Regions from separate parts of the Mus musculus genome. Here regions 1, 2, 3 and 5 are each linked to region 4. A link is a contact called in public HiCAR-type and promoter capture Hi-C data. All regions are on one chromosome and are shown on one strand. Each heading gives the region's core, a stretch centred on a gene start, on an enhancer-like site or on the middle of the called end of the contact. The rest is flanking DNA. Distances are from core to core; before and after follow the strand shown.

What was found. Promoter capture Hi-C pulls out the DNA fragments that hold promoters and counts their contacts. HiCAR-type assays count read pairs that join an accessible place to other places.
Region 1: a contact with region 4 is called in a promoter capture Hi-C map of frontonasal cranial neural crest, with 8 times the contacts expected there. The contact joins the enhancer-like site here to the promoter of Stx7 in region 4. A contact is called at or near these places in 5 of 39 promoter capture datasets (cranial neural crest, frontonasal cranial neural crest, hippocampal neurons and 2 more), 3 of 15 datasets of contacts at CTCF or cohesin (embryonic stem cells, pro-B cells and stem cell-derived epiblast-like cells), 9 of 484 Hi-C or Micro-C datasets (the G1E-ER4 cell line, the N1E-115 cell line, cerebral cortex and 5 more) and 3 of 115 datasets of contacts at active chromatin or transcription factors (astrocytes, embryonic forebrain and trophoblast stem cells).
Region 2: a contact with region 4 is called in a promoter capture Hi-C map of hippocampal neurons, with 5 times the contacts expected there. The contact joins the enhancer-like site here to the promoter of Stx7 in region 4. A contact is called at or near these places in 2 of 39 promoter capture datasets (the 3T3-L1 cell line and hippocampal neurons) and 1 of 115 datasets of contacts at active chromatin or transcription factors (astrocytes).
Region 3: a contact with region 4 is called in a HiCAR-type map of astrocytes, with 4 times the contacts expected there. The contact joins the promoter of Tcf21 here to the promoter of Stx7 in region 4. A contact is called at or near these places in 5 of 39 promoter capture datasets (embryonic stem cells, frontonasal cranial neural crest, hippocampal neurons and 2 more) and 3 of 115 datasets of contacts at active chromatin or transcription factors (astrocytes, embryonic stem cells and extraembryonic endoderm stem cells).
Region 5: a promoter capture Hi-C map of embryonic stem cells shows a contact between it and region 4, with 11 times the contacts expected there. The contact joins the promoter of Slc2a12 here to the promoter of Stx7 in region 4. A contact is called at or near these places in 6 of 39 promoter capture datasets (cranial neural crest, embryonic stem cells, frontonasal cranial neural crest and 3 more) and 1 of 115 datasets of contacts at active chromatin or transcription factors (astrocytes).

The regions. Positions count from the first base shown.
Region 1 is chr10:23,080,081-23,082,780 of GRCm38.p6, forward strand. No RefSeq gene overlaps it. Among named protein-coding and RNA genes, the nearest start is that of Gm35179, 79 kb to the left of the region's middle. Within about 2 kb of position 1,396, at least 12 of the 459 cell types and tissues checked have an H3K27ac peak or open chromatin away from gene starts, as enhancers often do. A contact at or near this core is called in nephron progenitors, where this site is marked.
Region 2 is chr10:22,709,216-22,711,915 of GRCm38.p6, forward strand. It overlaps Tbpl1 (TATA box binding protein-like 1), which reads right to left. Exons shown (of 7, transcript NM_011603.5): 2 at 2,699-2,700; 3 at 142-224. Among named protein-coding and RNA genes, the nearest start is that of Mir7663, 19 kb to the right of the region's middle. Within about 2 kb of position 1,401, at least 13 of the 459 cell types and tissues checked have an H3K27ac peak or open chromatin away from gene starts, as enhancers often do. A contact at or near this core is called in hippocampal neurons, where this site is marked.
Region 3 is chr10:22,818,744-22,821,443 of GRCm38.p6, forward strand. It overlaps Tcf21 (transcription factor 21), which reads right to left and starts at 1,400. Exons shown (of 2, transcript NM_011545.2): 1 at 711-1,400. The coding sequence starts at 1,160. The region is part of intron 4 of Gm10824 (a long non-coding RNA gene); the gene reads left to right.
Region 4 is chr10:24,148,000-24,150,699 of GRCm38.p6, forward strand. It overlaps Stx7 (syntaxin 7), which reads left to right and starts at 1,290. Exons shown (of 10, transcript NM_001358563.1): 1 at 1,290-1,409.
Region 5 is chr10:22,643,752-22,646,451 of GRCm38.p6, forward strand. It overlaps Slc2a12 (solute carrier family 2 (facilitated glucose transporter), member 12), which reads left to right and starts at 1,260. Exons shown (of 5, transcript NM_178934.4): 1 at 1,260-1,562. The coding sequence starts at 1,448.

The sequences.
Region 1 (2,700 bases), core at 146-2,645, 1.1 Mb before region 4:
CAGAGCTCCTTGGACCTATACCACCAATCAAAGAAAACACATGGTGGAACTTGTGGCTCTAGCTGCATATGTAGCAGAGGATGGCCTAGTTGGTCATCAATGGGAGGAGAGGCCCTTGGTCCTGTGAAGGCTCAATGCCCCAGTATAGGGGAATGCCAGGGCCAGGAATGGGAGTGGGTGGGTTCAGGAGCAGGGGATGGGGGGAGGGGATAGGGGGGTTTTGGAAGGGAAACTAGGAAAGGGAATAATATTTGAAATGTAAATAAAGAAAATATCTAATTTTAAAAATAAGAGGTAGTGGTTATAGCTTACCTTTCAGAGTGGGTTTTATGGACACAGGGCCTATTATGTTTCTGATAAGGTTTCAAGAGTGTTAGAAGAAAAATTAAGGTCGGTAATACTTTAATTGATGCCAGAGCATCAATCTTCCTTATCAATGCTGAGATATCAGGGAAAGTTAGATTTTCATAAATAAAAGAAGGAAAAAAGAGAAATAAATAAATAATTATTTTCATGTAACATGTTTTTGCTCTCTTTGTTCCAGGCCCCTGTGCCATCCTTCAAGCCATCTACCCCAAGTTCATATCCCCAGGCCCAGAGAGATACTCTGTAGCGACTTCTTGTTGCTGTGGCTTTTTGAGTTTCATTTACGTGAACCCTATTTAATTCTATTTTGCAAGACTGAGCGTGGCGTGTCCAGGTTTGGCTGAGGGGAGGGCTGGACTTCAGTGGAAGCTGACTTGGAGGATGCCTTCCCACGCGTGACACATGTTCCATCCCTTGATCAATCGTGACACACCCCGCCGGGGCTGTTCATGGGAACTGAGCTTCTAGGCTGCACACAGCCTCACACCTCAGTGGAACAACTACACACCAGTGGTCAAATGATGACATTACTCATAGCATATGAGAAACGCTCATAGATTCTTAGACAGTCTCTCACATATGCAGATGTACACACTCCATATTCGTATGCACACACAAATTAGTGTACTTATTTTTATGTAGAAACTGGAATTTCCTGCAAGGTTTTCTTCAGAAGTATTATTTGTCCGAGTTCTTGGAAACAATATCACCCTTATCTGGCAGATAGTGGCAGTAAACACCTCGGTTCCCAGCAGGGAAGTTGCTGCTGTACAAAGGGAACAGCCGTGTTCAAAGGCCCAAACATTTCCTCTTCTGGGTGTTCTGACTTCTATTGATCTTCGATTCAGAGTAAGTCAGAACTCAAACGGCTTGCATAAGTTCTAAATGAAATAAAACATCCGATAGAGAAAGCACGTCGTGGCTGTTCCACAGGAGAACATTTCCTAAAGTTATTTTAAGCGTTGATTTGGATACTGGGACTCATGCTCGCTTTGTTAACCTTAGACAGAACGCCCTCGCCCCCTTGTGTTCGTCTGCGGTATTGCCCGTGGGAAGACAAAACCAAAGTTTCCATGAAGGGTAGGAGAAAGGTGACTGAATCAAGATTCAGTGATCCACTTACTTCTAGGACAGTAGTGTGAGGTCTTCCTGTAAACCTATGTAAGGGACAGCTTTACATCACAGACCTTAGATTTGGTTGCCGCGATTTGCTTTGTTTTTCTTCAGTCCTGAGCCACCTTATATAGTCACTCCAAGGTTTGGACCTTTTGGCATCTCAAAGTCAGTGGCTACTGGTGAAGAAAAAAAAAATTATTCCGCTTCTGTGATATGTTTGGCATTGTTTTAAATGCCAAAAGAATCGGGGAAGGGGGCACTTATCTTTCTGTTACCTGTTCTGGAATCTTTGTTTGGCGGAGGAACCTCATCTTCCACGGGCTTAAGGTAAGAAACTGCTTCCTGTTCTTAGGCGATACCAGCCATATCTGGACTCTTCTAAGTTCTGAGCATCCTCAAAGTTGTCTTGAATGTATTCGATAGTCATTCTCTATGCGATTTCCACATAGCACCAACCAATTCCAGAAGCTATGGTCCGAATGTGCATCACATGTCACTTCAAGTGACTTCCATGTGGGCTGCTTGCTGCCAAAGGGCAGGCTGAGCAACCCATTGCTTTGGGCATGCGCGTTTCCACTTGGTCAGTGACTGACAGACTGACTAATCTTTCCCAGCATTGTTCAACCCCTTGGAACTGACGGCCCTGCTTTGTATGGGGGTCATAGCAGAAGCTTTTGGCTGGGGAAATGATTCATTGCATCAGCCAAGCACCCAAGAGGCATGGTGAGGACATTTGCAGCAGGAAGGAGAAAATGTCAAAGATAAGGATATACACACTGGGAAGATGCAGCATAATACCACAGGCAAGGTCCACTAACACAGATCAGCTCAATGGCACGGCTATGGGACCAACACAGGACGCAGTCTCTAGTGTTGCCACAAGCCATGTGTGCCTGGTTTGTATTACCTGGTTCCTGTGCTTGGCACTATAATATGGCTGGACTGGACAGTCCTCAAAGGAGTTAGAGGGATTCTTTGTGTTTCTTTGTTTCTTTTGTCACTTTATTGTCTGACTGCAGCCCCCCTTGCAGCTCCTTCCCCTTCCCTTTCTCCTCTGTGAAGGAGGTCAGCCCCACCCCCAGAATCAGCCCACCCTTGCACATCAGTTACTTCATGACCAGGCTCATCCTCTCCCACTGAGGCCAGACAAGGTGGCTCAGCTAGGGGAACAGAATCCACAGGCAGGCAACAGAGTCAGGAATAGACCTTGCTTCATTT
Region 2 (2,700 bases), core at 151-2,650, 1.4 Mb before region 4:
TTGAAGTAAAAAAAAAAAAATGATGATTAGTGGCACAGAGAATGCATTCTATGCTGAAAGCTGAGGCGCTGCAGTCTAGGGAAATGTCCTCCCTGGGGCGCAGAGTGGAGGGCACACGGAGTTCAGCCAGGCAGCACTCACCTTGTTGCTCCAGTGCAAATAATTTTTCCTGAGGACCAAATTGTAGCTGTAATTCTAGGTTTTCTAAGCTTCATTAATACTTTCTGGAAAAGAAAAATCAATGATCTGATAAGCATTGGTCCTGACACACATCTCTGTCCTATGTGCCCATGCTCTTCCCCACATGCTACGCAGGGCTGACATGACTACTCAGCCAGTTACCATCTTCAAGTCCAGGTCAATACTCCACACAATCAAAGTCTCATGAATGACTTAGAGGCGGATAAACAGACCCAGGAAAAGGTCTATACACGACTCTCCCTGCAGAGGTCTTTCCTTGCTCCGTCATGTGCACATCATCACAGTACCATACAATGCAGGCTGAGGAAGATGATGTTCAAACTAAAATAAGCTGTCAAATTTCAGATGCGAAACCGTGAAATGACATCATCTGACACTTAGCTATTACTTGCCACCTCAAGACTGTCAGCTTAAATTCTTATTGTACTTTGCTTTTCTGATGGAGGGCGTCTCTTTAGGTAGCCCAGACTGGCCAACAATGCATGATTCTATACTCTGTGTGAGGACTACAGTCGTGTGTTTTGGCACCTGACTTTCTGTGTATTCTTCTTATTTTTATTTATTTATTTATTTGTTAAGGGAAGATGTTATTACTAACACATTAAAAAAAATCTTAATTGGCCAATGAGATTTTGGTTTTGTTGAATTCACCTCATTCTTGAGTTTCTAGTTCTAAAAACTGGAGATAATTTACCTAGGGTATACAGGCACTTAGGTTTTTAGAACTTAAATTAAACCTTCAGATACATCCCTAACTTAAAAAAAAAAATCTTTCGTGTTTGAAATGTAAATAAAGAAAATATCTAATAAAATATTTATTACAAAAAAACTTTTGTGTGTCTATGACATATACATGAATGTTCATACGTATGTGTGTGCAGGCACACACCGTCCTGTGACGCACTGGCTGGGCCATGTGCCCCAGGAATTCCATCTCTGCCTGTCTCCCACAGGAGAACAAGCAGCACCGCTCGTACCTGGGTTGTCACATGGTTCTGAGAATCCCAGTGCACCAAGACTGTGCAACAAGCGATTTGCCCACGGAGCCACCTCCTTGGTGTCTAGACCCTATCTAGTGCTAGGTCTCCTACGGCAACTCCTCAGTGCACCGTGGAGCCTCAGCACTCAGCCTTGCTCTCTCTTTCCTCCCTACTCCCACGTCAGTGTGCTTTCTCTCCTCAGTCTTCCCCCTGCTGGGCTAAGTATGTATGTAATGTCTGTTAGAGGAAGGATGCGATGCTTGCTGTGCTGAGTCTGGCTTACTCCCCTTCACTGCATGTAACAATGACATGCTCAGCGTGCATGTGTCAATTTTCTTTGTCCTCTCATCTGAGGACACCTAGCTTGACTCTGTCCCACCTGTCTCAGAGGCTGAGTTTACAATCCCATCAGCAGCGTGTATATAAGGGGCCACATCCCTGCAGCCGCAGTGCTTTGAATGAGAATGCTCTCCATAGGCTCATAGGTTCAAATACTTGTCCTCAGCTGGTGGCACTGTTTGGGAAGGAATAGGAGCTGTGGCCCTGGAGGAGCTGTGTCACTGGGGTTTGAGGTTTCAGCAGCCCAGGCCATTCCCAGTGTCAGTCCCCCTATGACCCTAACTCTGCCACACGCTTGTGGATCAAGATGTGAGCTCTTGCTACTACTGCCTGCCTGCCATGCCTGCCTGCTGCCATGCTTCCCACCAGAACTGCCTGAAACTATAAGCCCACAATAAACTCTTTCTTCTATAAGTGACAGAAAAGAAACTAAGACACTAGTCGCTGTTGTTCCCTTTTCTCTACGAGCCATGTGGACTAGGGTGACTTTTATTTTGCATTTCCCATGTTTCTACTGTTTCCTGGCTGCATTTTTCAACATGTACTTTATCAAAGCCAAATGCATATCCACTGTCAATATAGCTGACATCAAATCACTAACATTTTGTTACTTATTAATAACACTAATGCTTTTAAATAGATTAAAGAGGTTTAATAAAACAAAATCTTACACGTAGGTTAAAACACGAATCACATTCTTTTTTTTTTTGTTTGTTTTTTTTCGAGACAGGGTTTCTCTGTATAGTCCTGGCTGTCCTGGAACTCACTTTGTAGACCAGGCTGGCCTCGAACTCAGAAATCTGCCTGCCTCTGCCTCCCGAGTGCTGGGATTAAAGGCGTGCGCCACCACACCCGGCACGAATCACAACTTATTTTATTTAGCAACTTATTTTTAAAAATATAACTTAGCTAACTAAAAAGGAACAGGAAATTTACATACAACAGAATTAAAGTAGGGTTTGAACTAGGGTATACAGCCACCAAGATGCAAAGTCAGTCCTATCTCTTATCTGTACCTGTAATCTCCAGGAGAAGGGCCATTTCTACAGGGCTCCATGCTGCCCAGTTACACCTAGCATAACAAGGTGCTCACAATTCATCTGCACAATACAACAGTACCACTCAAAGCATGGTCAGATCAGGCTAGAGAGTGCACACACTGAAACTCAGACACTTACCC
Region 3 (2,700 bases), core at 150-2,649, 1.3 Mb before region 4:
CGTTTTAAAATGAAATCAAACGAAAGAGGGAGTTAAAAACCACCTTAAACAGTAAAATACCTCTGAGAAAGTCGATTCAGGAACCAGCACTTGCTTTTCAAAAATTAGGCTCATTCATTGTGACTGGTAGTAGAACCCATGGCTGTTATTTTGTCCAGTACTAGGACCTGAGCGGATTTACTGATTGCGTTGACAGTGGCTGGAATTTCTGGGATTTAAAATGGTAATCTACTTAGCCAAACACAGAATATTTAAGTAGCTGGGGGGGGGGGGGATTTGCATAGACAGTTATGGAGGTGGAAGAACATAAATATGTCTGCATTTAATAGCCCTAAATATACCAGCGGAAAGAACTGACTTAGGTGCTTATAAGAATCGGAGGGGGAACTCAAGTTTGCTCTTAGCCAAAAGAGACAAAGTAAGATAGGTCTTCTGGGTGCCCAGCGTCTGCTCAGTTTCACGACAGAGGAAATGGCACCCTGCGCGGGGATCCCTGGTCTTTGCCAACTGAATACCCTCGGAAATCCCTTAATGGGGTGCCACGTCAAACCCTAGCACAAATCACTCGCGGGCTCGGGGCGCTTGGTGCAGAGAGCCAGGGCGCTGCGTGGAGCCCGCGCGGAGGTTCCCAGAGATGCTAGGGCGGCGATTTAACGAGTCACGCTCTCGCCCGCGTCCCCAGGCCCAGCCAGAGGCGCGGGAGGACTCACCAGGTTGACTGGGTGAATGTAACCGTTCTCGTACTTGTCGTTGGCCAGGATCTGCCTTAAGTGAGCGATGTAGCTGGACGCCAGCCTGAGAGTGTCCAGCTTGGAGAGCTTGGTGTCCGGGGGCACCCAGGGCAGGGTGGTCTTGAGCCTGGAGAAGGCCTTGCTCAGCACCCGCATGCGGGCCCGCTCACGAGCATTGGCCGCGTTGCGCTGGACCTGCTTGCCCTCCTGGCTGACCCCGCTGAGCGGGCTTTTCTTAGTGGGCGCCTTCCTCCTCTTGCCTAGGCCACCGCGACCCTTCTGTGGAGACCCGTTCTCGCAGTTGGAGCCCTCCTCGGTGCTCTCGTTGGAAGTTCCAAACTCCTTGTTGGAGTCCACTTTCAGGGAGTCACAGTCCAGCATCTCCACCTCTTGAAGGTCTTCTACATCGCTGAGGGAGCCAGTGGACATGTTTAGAGAGGTGGAGGGAGGGAGGGAGAGAGAGACGCTGAAACGGAAACGAAAGGGTCTCAAAAGTTTGGAGCTGCCACTTCGTGTGTTGGGTTTGAGGTGGGATCTGGCAGTCCCGTCCCCCAGCTTTCCCTTTACAGAGTCGTGGAAAACGATCACAAGGGATCCCGCGACAGGGAAACCAGTGCTCTATCTCCCCACCACTGGAGTCCTGGCCTTAACGGAGAGTGAAAGAGCGCCGAGGAATTTGGTGGACACTAAGAATTTATCTGGGGAATAGAGAGGCGGATCCATGCAGCCCAGGGGAGGGGCCTGCTAGGCCCAACAGACTTCCCAGACCCCTTTCACAAGCACAGGAGACTTCACGCTCAGACCTGGTTTCCAGCAACCGATTGCAACATGCCTGTACCGGATTCCTTCTTCCTCTCAAGTCAAGGAGTAACTTAGAACCATTGCCGAGACTCATCTCCTAAGGCCCCTTTCCTTTGAGGGAATCCCAACTGATTGCTCTGAGAACTCAGAGAAAGGGCCAGACCCTTTGCTCTAAGTGGCCTTTCCCCCTAAAACATCTCACAGTCACTCTTCCTCCCAAGAAATAACAATCAAAACCCTGCAGCCCTTAGTTAATACCGGCTAAGACCACAGGGCTTTACCAAGACTGCATTACCGTGCACTGGCTAACACAGAAGTCATAGGTCCTATTTGTCCGGACGAGAAGAGGCGTATTTTACCAAACCAAATGTTTGAAAGGAAAATGCTGATCGCTGGGACGATTTTTTTTTCCAGATGCATTTTACTGTTTAAAATTTACCTGAGGTAAATAGGGGAAGGAAGTGGTAGAAAGAAATTACTGGAGAGAAGGAAGGGAGAGAGGGTGAGAAGGAAGGAGGGAGGGAGGGAAAATAAGAAAAAGAAAATCCATTACCATCCAGTCTCTTTGAAGGTATCAGGGAATTGCTAGTGCATAGGAACACACTTGACTACTGAACACACATGTACACACAAACACACACACACACACACACACACACACACACACACACACCATACATGCAGTTGACTGGGAATGGGCAGGCGATGAGAGAGGTTATATGGATTTGTGGAACATATTTTGCGAGCTGAGAATCTTTCCAGTGAGATGCAACTCACTTCTCTCCTGTCTTAAAGAAGACTCTGTGGCTCCTGGCAGCCTCTCTTTGCCTGACACCTTTTGTAAAGACTGTATATTTTCTTCTTGTGCTTGCTTTCTCTTCTCCCATCCTCTGGGCTACTAGGGTTCCTCATAGAGAGCTGGCCTAATAAAACACAAAACAGGACTCATGGCTTTGGAGAAAGAACCTTTCCCATCCTTCATTCCAGCTGGGACTGTCTTTCTCAGGGAATGATAGTCATCTGGGAGGTAAGAAGAAAAGCAAAGGGAACAGGAACCCAGGGACTGAATGAAGGGAGATGAAATGGTTTTTGTTTTTTCCCCTCAGGAAAAAAAAAAAAAAAAAAAAAAAACCACTGTCAGATTTCGTAACCTTACAATTAGGCACTG
Region 4 (2,700 bases), core at 40-2,539:
TCAAAGAATGATTTTTAAAAATAAAACAATTTTGAAAAAGGGAGAGATTTCAAAGAAAAACTTGAATTTCCTCTGTATCTTGGAAAACATACAATGTCACTATGATGGACTAATACTTCTAAAAGTTCACAGTGGAGATGATAGGTAGAACTCAGGGGTAGATCAACTACCTGAAATGTGAGGCCTTGGGTTTGATCCCTCATTCCTCAAAACAAAACCACAAACAACCCGGGACAATGATACAGGTCTGTACTCTGAACGATGAGGCAGGTTGCAAGTTCAAGGTCTACCTGGATTACAGAGTGAGTTCAAGGTTAATATCTGGGTAACCTGTGTAGACTTTGTTTCAAAAACAACAACAACAACAACAAAAACCACTGGAGATAGAGGACAGAGTGAAGGCCTCTCATGTCCAAGGACCTTGGTTCAATTTCCAGTGCTGGACAAAACAGCAAACCTCAACAGTTCACCATGGCCCGAGCTGAATCACATGACTTTAAATGAGTACATGTTCTTTGATCCACTGGGTGGATCCTACTGAGAAGACGCTGTGTTTGAGTCTGACCTAAGTCATCTACGTATGCTTGCAGGTGTAAAACCAACCAACATACAGTTTGCTCTGTGGTTCTGATTCACAATAGTATGGATTCCCCCTACCTCCACTTGAAGTCTATCGAACTTTTGGTATCATGTGTTTTCATGCTCTTTCCAGAAATAACACCATCTTAATTATAGGCAAATCCAAGGCAATCTATTCTAATTAATTTGGCAAAGTATTTCTTTCACATGAACAACTGATGTTTCTCATCCGAGAGGTCACATGCTTGAAGAGTTATTGTTGGAACAGTGTGTGCTCTTAAAGCCTGGGAAAACCACATCCTGTATTTCAAGGATGCGATACCAACTATGAGCCAGGAAAACATCTTTATCAAGTGGGCATTAGGAGATTATCTTTCATTTATCCTTCCGGGGCTTTAGCTAGGATTGCCTTGACATTTTTGCAGTGACATTTTAAAAATGGAGTTGTCAAGTCTACCACAGAGCTGAGGGTTAGGAAACAGAACCTTTAAAAGCTGAGAGTGCTCCCTCAGTCCAGGGAGTCTGGCGCCTCCGAATAAAGAACCCAGCTCTTCTCTATTGTATTGCTTCCTCTTCTGTTGCCCATAGACATCACTTTGTCACCCATCAGAGCTTGGCTCCCCAGCAATTTTGCCAGTCCCTCCAAGCTTCAGCTGTCACTGGCCAATGGGAGAGACGCAAGCCCCGCCTCCTCCTTCCTGGGGCTGTGCCCCGAGCATGCGCAGTGGGCGTGCTTGTGCCGCCGCCCATCAGCTGAGACCGGCTGCGCCAGGCAGTGGGCCCCCGGGTGACAGCGGCTGGAGGTGGCCGAGGAAGCCGGCGAGGTCAGGGTAAGAGGAGACTGCAGAGGCGGGGGAGAGGGGGGCGGGAGGGACACCTCAGAACTGCAGCTCGCTAGTGGTTGCTTTGGGGTGCGCAGAGCGGGGCTCCCCAGGGCGCAGGGCCGGCGCCTCCCTCTCGGGCTCCCACGCCCCGCTCCGGACTCCGGGACGCGACGTGCGAGCACCGGGGCGCGCGGCAATGGAGCCTTGGGGACCGGATACTACCGCCAGATCCTGGCAGGCTACGACCGTGTTCCCATTCTCTGTCAACTTCTCCTCCGAAGAACAGAAAGGGAAACGCGATGGGCCCTGGTCATCTGGCCACAGGTTCGTTCCGCGGCCCAGGGCCTTTGCTTGGCTGTTGGCCTTACTCACACAAGCTAACTTTCTTTGACCTACCTTGTGCTCGTTTCAATTGATTTATGCAAGACACATAACAAGGTAACAAGGTATTTCGAGAATTCGCATATGTGTTTTCTAGGTTAAATTCAGACCAAAAAAAAAAAAAAAGCTTGGACGAGGGTGGGAAGAGGAAGGAAGCTTTACAGTCAAATGCTAATTTTTCCTTATAGCTGTTAAAATTTTGCTTGCATTTTATATGCATATATCAATTTTTGATTGCGTCAGATCTCGTATTTTGTCAGGAATTATTATTTACAAGTTTTCCACAATCAGGAAAATAAAAGGAATTAACTGTGAAACACTGGTTTGGTCCTGTTGGAGGTAGGCATTTCTTTTAGGTGTACTCTGAGCCGCAGTGAACAGAGATTGATAACACTGTTAAATTGTGCCTTGTGGTGCCGATGGGTCTTCGGCTTTGCAAGCTGCTTTCGAAGTTGGCCCCCAGGCTTGTGACTAGTTAAGAACGAGGCTGTAGTTTCCCAGTGTCTGGGGAAGTTAATAGAACACAGTATTAACTCACTGACCTCTGGGTTCTTTTCCTTCAGCTAGCTCACTTCTTATGCTGCTCCTGATTAACAGTCGTTTCTAATTCTGATTATTATCCCAAGTTCATCCATACGCTGCTGGTGGAAAATTATGAATAATTATGTTGAGCTATATGCCACTAAATGGTGTGTGCACAAGGCCCTGGTTCAGTCCCCAGTACTGCAGGGAAATATTACCTCTATGTCTACTAGTACTGCTAGATAAAACTCCCACAGTTAAGTCTGTGTGGATTTTTCTCTGGTTCAGTGTAACTTGAAATATTAATGTGTGAAACTGTGGAGGAAAAAAAATCTTGGTTAATTAAGCTGAAACCAAACAGTGTAGCGTTTGGATTGATGAAGGAGCTGGGCAA
Region 5 (2,700 bases), core at 10-2,509, 1.5 Mb before region 4:
GCAAAGTGTGTGCAAAATAAGTAAACACAGGTCACTGCTTAGACAAGTGCAGACCTGCTTTCCCTCACAGAGGAATGGCTAGTATGAGAATCTGTGTTTCCTGGCATCTCTTAAGGTTGAGGAGAACTAAAGAGTGTTGGACAGGGCTGGAATGTTAGAACTCCGGAGAATTACCGTCCACCCCTGACCAGCTCTGAAGAGTTCGAGAGCACTGGGTGTATTTGTTTGTTTGGTGCAGCTCTGGCACTCTGAATCCAGGACCTTGTGTGTAGTAGGCTCTACCACTGAGCCACAGCCTGCTCTACAAAGCTTAGGCAAGCTACTTTAGCTCCCATTTTCTCTAACGCGCTTTATTTGGGAAAAGAATCGCTCGAGGTCACACAACCAGCATTGATTTCTGTCTTATAAAGTACTTCATACGTTTAAGTTTTTACCCCAGTGGTTTCTAAGGTGATGTCACAGTTTTCTCAGTGGATATGATTTGCTAAGGACAGAACGGATGGTAAAATATGTCAGTCTGTCTGATTGTTTATGTAAGTACACATTCATAGACCAGTAAAACACCCCTCCCTCTGGTGCCCTGATTTGTTTCATGTTACAACAGCTCCAGTCATCTCTGAATACCGAGTGTCCTCCCGCCAGCCAAGCCAGCGAGCAACCTGACAGAAGATCCTCTGTTTGCCTCGCTTTCAGGTCAACTGTGCATTTTTAAAAGGACTATCTTGCTATAAACTCAGGCTAGAAAGTGTCTAAAGAATCCATGCGACTGGAGTTGGGAGCAGGCCTTGATCCGTACCACGGGCCTAGAGAGAAAGCTATGCTAGGCATTTACCTAGACCCAAATCCCGTTGAAACAAACAACTTTTACGCTTTGTTTAAGCTGGTGAGTGTTGTGGCTTTTAGGGCAATAGGCTTGCCCACAAAAGAAATATTAATACTTTTCCTTCTGGTATGTCTTTACATAAAATGTTCCTCTTCGGCGAGATTAACTGATACCATCTGTGAGTATTTGTTCCCTACTCTTGGCTTGCAGACTTGCATTTAAATCTGCATGCTTCTTTTTCTAAGCTGCTTTTCAAATTGCGGGAACACAAGAGCTAGCCCTAGCCGGTGGCCAAACACTGCCTTTGAGTCCCAAGTCTTTTTAACCTCTTGCTTCCAACTCGCATCTAAAGGCAAAACAATCCTGGAGACACGGCCCTCCCCTTGCCTGTGATAGGCTGCTTGGAATAGCAACAGCCTGTGTCACCGAAAAGGGCAAAGCCTTCGGAAATAGAAACAAAGTTGGTTACAAATCACACTGGCTTTGCCCGAAGGTCGCCCCCCCACTCAAACCCCTCCCACTCTTCTTTAGCATGCTGCCCATGGGGACAGTGACCACTGCTGTCAGCGCGGTAGGTCTGGGTGGTCCGGTGGCGAGCGAGAAGCTGTAAGTACTACCGTGACCATGGTACCTGTTGAAAACACAGAGGGCCCCAATCTGCTGAACCAGAAGGGGAGAGAGGCGGAGACCGAAGGCAGCTGTGGAGCCAGCGGCGGAGGGCATCCTGCCTGCGCGGGAGGTAACGTGAGACGGCCGGGCTGGCTCGGGTGACCGCTAGAGGGGACAGTCGTCCCCACGAGCCCCTTCGGACTGTGCGTGTGCGTGGGAGTGCGTGTGCGCGCGCAGCCCGGGAGCGTGTCGTATGTGTGGAAACGGGAATGCAGGGTTCAGTGCGACGCGGAGTGACCCAGAGCCCTACATGCGGGGACCGAAGTCTCCTTGGGACTTTATGTATTGAAACAGGAGCTACTGCAACGATGGGCTACATCAATTTGCTTTACGTAACGCAATGTACACATTCCTCTCTCTTGGAAAGGTGGATCAGAGCCTCAGTTGTGAGCACACACCTTTTTTGCTTATTGTCGCAAACAAACGGTGTGGAACAAGTGGACATTATGAGTTATTCCGTGCCCCTAAACTGCACCCCTGTTTGTCCCTGCTTTCTTGGAAACTTGCCTTTCAAAATGAGATTCGTTGAATACTTTAACTTACCAAAGAGAACTTTAGTAGTTTTTATGGTGTTATCTGTGCTTCACCGAGATGCTTGTCTCGGTGGATTTACAATCCTCCACCTTTTTGTTTGTCCGCTTGTTTGTTTGTTTCTTGGTGCCTCTTTCTATTCATCTCTTTTTCAAGGGACTATATACTAATTGTGGTATGACAAACCCAATACAAATGACCCTCTTCTTCCTCTGCTTAATACTTTCTCATCAGCGCCACATGCTTCAATCATACATTCCATTCCCAAGTGGAATGTTACAAATAGTCGCCAATGCTCAGCGACACAGAAGTTACTCACAGCCTTCCACCTGGGAATGGGTCTACCCAAGGATGTTTATGATTTGGGAACGGAATCCACTAAGCCTCACGCGGAAGTGAAGTGGTCCCACCCCAGAAATGCCTTGCTCCAGGCTTAGGGCCTTAGCCTGATTTTCCTTCCCTCATCTAATGGAGGATGGACACCTGGGGCCATCTTTGACCTCTCTCTTTCCCCAAAGCCTTTCGGGCTGACTTTAAATTCTGTTAAGAGCAGGCAAGAGTAGTCAGATTGAAGTTGGAAAGGCCTTATCTTCACATGCCTGAGAAAATGAGCTGCAGAAGACAGCAGAGCATTGAGGTGGTGCTGGCAAACAAAGGGTTAATTAAATGGTGCCTCT